2 separate regions of the Bactrocera dorsalis genome follow, and region 2 is linked to region 1. Evidence: chromatin contacts called from public Hi-C data. All regions are on one chromosome and are shown on one strand. The core of a region is the stretch at or near the end of the contact, and the rest is flanking DNA. Distances in the headings are between cores, read along the strand shown. Region 1 overlaps LOC105230152 (7SK snRNA methylphosphate capping enzyme bin3). Region 2 holds the start of LOC105230152 (7SK snRNA methylphosphate capping enzyme bin3).

Evidence for each region. Hi-C and Micro-C count contacts between places; a contact is called where the count stands out from the background.
Region 2: a contact with region 1 is called in a Hi-C map of whole body, with 10 times the contacts expected there. The contact joins the promoter of LOC105230152 here to the enhancer-like site in region 1. A contact is called at or near these places in 2 of 2 Hi-C or Micro-C datasets (both in whole body).

Annotation. Positions count from the first base shown.
Region 1 is chr3:2,920,381-2,923,080 of ASM2337382v1, forward strand. It overlaps LOC105230152 (7SK snRNA methylphosphate capping enzyme bin3), which reads right to left. Exons shown (of 10, transcript XM_049452277.1): 6 at 1,086-2,469; 7 at 394-574; 8 at 1-335. Among protein-coding and RNA genes, the nearest start is that of LOC105230153, 6.6 kb to the left of the region's middle. Within about 2 kb of position 1,346, the one cell type or tissue checked has open chromatin away from gene starts, as enhancers often do.
Region 2 is chr3:3,050,543-3,053,242 of ASM2337382v1, forward strand. LOC105230152 (7SK snRNA methylphosphate capping enzyme bin3) reads right to left here and starts at 1,395. Exons shown (of 10, transcript XM_049452277.1): 1 at 765-1,395. It overlaps LOC105230150 (mediator of RNA polymerase II transcription subunit 25), which reads left to right and starts at 2,025. Exons shown (of 2, transcript XM_011210757.4): 1 at 2,025-2,700. The coding sequence starts at 2,319.

The sequences.
Region 1 (2,700 bases), core at 96-2,595:
GTTGAGGTGACGCAGTCCCACGTAACGATCGTAATTGCCGTACTGGTACTTAACGCCGTCGGCACGGAAATTCGGCATTTTCGTTAGCGGCATAATGGCAGTGGAGCTGGTTGACACATTAGCGCTGCTCTTTGCTGCCGCAGTGCAAGCCGTTAAACCATCCTCGCTCGGCATTGTGGTGGAATTCTCGCCAACGCTTGTGTCCATCAACGACTCTTGTTCGCCAGCGGCGACAGAAGTGGCGCCGGAGGTGGTGCTTAACGGGCTGGCGAGTCCCACTTCGGAAATTGTCTCGAGTTTGCTGAAGTCGGGCGTCTCAACGCGCAACATGTCGGCTGTAAATGAAAGGGAGAGCGTCAGTAGTGCGTTTTATTTCGTAATTAATTGGCTTACCTTCGCTCAGTAACGATTTGGCTTCATCCGCTGGACTCAGCACATCGGTTTCGCTGATGGATGTCGAGCGACGCGTGGGCTTGCGCGCACCAGTAGCTGCGAGACGCGGCGGACGCTTCCACGCGCCAGGTTGCGGTACCACGGGGCTGACGATCTTGTCCATGACATCACGGTGGAATTTCTAGAGGATAAAATGGATAATTTTTAAAATTTGATTCACAAAATATTAATTTTTCTAAAATGTAAAAATTATTTGAATATTTTTTTTTATAAAACTACTCAATTAAGTTTTCTCAAACAGCCTGTATTTGTATCGACGCGCTCACAAAAAGAAGCTGTCGATGAAAACAAAAAAGGCGCGATGTAAACAAAATGAAAACAATTAATCACGTCCCCTACTGCGCAGCAACGATAAATATTACATATAAATACGCGCCTTCAAAGCTCACCGACACATATACATACACACGGATTTACGTGGCGAAAAAATGAACTCAAACAAAATGGAACAAAAGCCAAAACGCAGCGCATTGACATCAGCTCCCCCGATTTCCCCATTAACCTTCTAACCGACCGTGCAAACACTGCCCTAATCGCCGCAACAGCAGCCACTTTGTTTACTTTTATTTCGTTATCCACTAACTGTGAGAATGTGTGTGTAGATACTTATTGTATGTGACGCTCTCGCTTACCTTGTTCTTCTGCGAATTATTGCTCTCGCTTATCTTGCGCTTCCTTCCGCCACCGATGCCCATGCCAGCGAGCGCACCGTGCGCGCCCAGCGCGGCCATTGCGTTGCCGCACGTGCTGCCGCTCGCCGTCGACAATGTTGTTGAATTCAATTCCAAGCGCAAATCTCGATTGGCGCGCTCACGCGGCAACAGCAAAGCGCCCACACCAGCGCCACCGATAACAATATCGCCGCCAACAACAACGCCAGCAGCGCCTGCCACTACCTCCACACCACCAACCGCCTTTGTTGCTGTAGCAAGTGTGCCACTTGCTGCTTGCGGCTCTCCGCCAGCGCTTTGCAATGTCTCACCGGCAACGTTTGGTGTTCCAGAGAATGTTGAGTTCACAATGTTGGCGTACTGTTGTTTCACTGGCGATGTGCTTTTGCTCTTGCGCCGCTCAAAACGTGGCTCAACAGCGACGCATGATTTGCCTTCAACAACGGTCTCCAAAAGTGCGCTCTCAACACGCTCTTCCAGCAGTTGCTGCTGCTGCTGCTGATAGCCAGCTGGCGCATTCTCGCATGTGCTCACCACCATTGGCGCGCTTTTGGCCGCGTTGCTCACATTATTGTTGACACTCTCGCCCAATGGCACACTCATGTTGGCGCCGCTGCTCTCTAGCAGCGAAGCAACCGAAAGCGTTGTGGATAATGAAAGAGAAGTTAAGCTGGCGCTGCCTGCTTCAGTGGGCATTGTGCTGTTGGCCAGCGCGGTTGTGTCGCTGTCGCCTAGCGAGGCGCTGCCCACGGACGATTGATACGAGTCGTGACGGCGGCGCTTACTCTTACGATTCTTGCGATGACGATGCTTGGCGCTGTGATGATGTGCGTGTCCGCCACGTGTGCCGCCGCGTTTCATCGGTGATGTTAGTTGCTTTTCATACTCCATGGAATCGACGGGATCGAGCAAATGCAATGGATCACGTATATTGGGCGGTATGATGACCTCCACTTTGGGTGGCGTGGTGATGGGTGACTGACGTGGCGTGGTCGCCGGCGTATTATTGTTCGACGAAGCATTCGAATTTTCATTTTGCAGCGAATTCAAATTGAGCGGATCGGAAATGTTGCCGCCGAGTAAGAATTTGGTGGGCGGTATGATGGTTTCTTTGCGTACACGCTTGTCCGGCAAGAAGAATTTCGATCGTGTGCAACAGAAGTGCAATGAGCTGGCAGCACTGCCTGACTGTGAGCTATTTGTGCTGCCATTGGCAGTGTCCTTGCCGTTTGGGTGGCCGCCATTGCAGCCGTTGACGAGGCAACAATTCGTGTTCGCATTGCCGCCGATGGTGTTGTGTGCCGCGCCAGCGCAAAGCACGTGATGATGATGGCTACCGGTGCCCCTGTGTGTGGAAAGAGAGAGGGGTGTGATTAATACAAGTGGAAAAGAAGTTCAATATTTTTTAGGTTAAGTATTTTCTAATATTTGTATAATTATATTAAAGCATGTATAATACGCATGCTAGGTAACAAATACAACAACAATATACGAAATGAGAAAGAAATTAAAAAAAAAATATATTTTAAAAGAAATGAAAGTGACCATAAAGATAGAGAATCTAACTGTAAGCCAA
Region 2 (2,700 bases), core at 145-2,644, 130 kb after region 1:
GCAATTAAAGCTAAAAATGAAATAAGTCTTACCTGTTGTAAGTAGTTGTTGCAATTACAGAATTTTATCAATTAATTAAATATTTATAATGGAAAAATTTTATTGAGTCAGTAGCATTAATAATTTTTACAATTGTGTGTTTTCCCAAATTAATCAAGCGTTATCACGTTGTGTTTATTTTGACGCTTATCATGCTATCACTGCTTTATGCACTACATAAACAGAAAGTGTGTGCACAACAAACCCTAAGCCAACTAGCAACTTTTTTCGAAACACTTAAGTAACATACAACATATGTATATAAATACTTACCACTTCCCGTAAAAACATACTCACATACATTATATACACATATACGTATGGGTATACGGAAACGTAATAGAAATTTAAACTTTCCACCAGTGCGCTAAATACGTAACTTTCAGGGGGTGCAGAAAATCTACAAAAGCTCTTTTCACTCTCGCTTTTATTTGTACGAGAGTGAAAAAGTGACTACGCTCTCTACAAAAATTCACTCAATTTTCTCTTTCATTCTCTGCTTCACCTTCTTTTCATACGTTTCCAATTTCATACATTTCATGTACCAATTGCCGTAATATTGCAAGCAAAACAAAAACAAAATACTGAAGAAGAAGCAACAAAAACAAAAACGATGATGAACTGAAGGCCCTACGCGGGGCGTAAAAACAAAATAAATAGACAGCACTAAATTCTAACCAATTCACTCGCACACCCAGCATGAATGCGATAACTACTGAACTTACCTCTTTACTGCGCGATTATTTGTCTTTTTCTAGCACAACATAATAGAAGCACGATTACAAACGTTTCATCGCGCCACTAACTTCTGTGCAAGCGAAATGTAACGATATCCAAAGTCTAGCGCGAAAAATCTGTCACTACAGTATTTCTCTCGCTCACTACAATGTAATAAAAAAGAAAATTTTCACCCAAATGTAATTGTAAGCATACACGGCACTCGAAATCAATTCATACACAATTGCACTAATTATTCACTTTTATTTGGTTTTTTCCTCAATTTTTTGCACTGTTAATTTATTTTAAACGCACATATACATTAGTTAAGAAATATCATAACTCGCCACACATTAATTGTCAAATTGGCATTAAGTTTATTCGCAAGTAACGCTTTGTTGACTTATCAAGTTTTTCATATTCACTTCTAACTTGCGTCTGACCACACGTGTATTTAAAAATTAAAAGTTTTTAGCTTAATATTGACGAGACGACGACTGGAAACAAACTGAATTTTTATTTCAGCTCTAGTCGCTGACTGCCACTGTCTTCAGCTGGTTGTGGTCAAGTCGTTGCCTGCTGATAATACTTTGGCTAAAAGAAAATGGTATGCTGCATGCGATCTGTAACGGGGTTGTGTCAGTCAGTCTCACATGTTTTTGGACCAAAATCGTTTGCCAGGAAAAAGCATGGAAAAAGATGGCTGCCGCTTCGATTTTTGATTACGAATGGAGTTTATATGAGTATGAGCGAAACAGCTGTATTCTCGAATGGAATTTTCTATGGCGAATGCTTTTGTTTTCTCAAGAACAGATGATTTTTGGCAGAGTTGTATTTCATAAAGCAGCATTGTTTACATGAATTTACTTTACCTAAAAATTATGATTATTATTAAAAAAATTAAGATATTTGAACGGCATAAATTAAATATGTTTAAGTGAAATTAAATTAATGATTAATTAATGAATAAAGTGTTTTAAAACTTTACATGAGTTAGCGTCATGAAGCGCCTAGCAATTCTAAATTTGCGGATCATACATAAATTTCGAAGCCAAAGGTTTGGAAGACAGCCAAAAATTTATTAAAAAGAAAATACAAACACAAATCACTTTTACAACAACTTTGTACATTTTTTAGCAATCAATTAATTAATAACATAACTACTCATTTTTGTCATAAATTAATGAATTCATGAAAGTTGTGCACAGGGAATCTGGCAACGTGATTTTACCGGTGAATTACCTTGTTATTGTGTAATTGTGAATGGTTAGTTTTGAGAAAAAGCAGAGCTAGTGAATAAAAGTATACGCGAAATTTCTTCATTCTGCAAAATACACAAATTATACCGTTTTGTCAATTGTTTAGTAAATTACTGTTCAATCGTTATTAAAATAAAGTAAATAGAAATACAAAAACAAAAATGCGTTGATATAGTTTTGGTGTCCGTATGTATTAAATATAGAAAGTTGTGTGCTTGTGATTGTGTTGGCCAAACTGTAGAGCAGTTCGAAGGAAAAACGTATGGTGTTCATTGATACAAATAATTTCATATTGTTGTAACTATGCAGAACATGGATTTGGACGTCGTAGCCGACGTGGTGTTTGTTATTGAGGCCACCGCTGTCAATGGCGCTTACATGAACGAGTTGAAGAGTAATTATATTGTGCCCACTATTGAACATTTCACAAAAGGTTGGCAGGGGGATGAAGGTGAATACCTAATCTCCGAACGGCACGCCACGCAATATGGCATTGTAATATACCGCACTGCTGCAAATTTATTAGATCCTGCCGTATCGACGTACGGGCCATTTGTTTGGCCGAAACAGGTGTTGGAAACAATTGAACAATTGCCATTGGTTGGTGGTGGTATGGATTCTTGTGCAAATATGTGTGAAGGCTTAGCTACAGCGCATTGTTGTTTTGAAGACATGAAGGAACGCC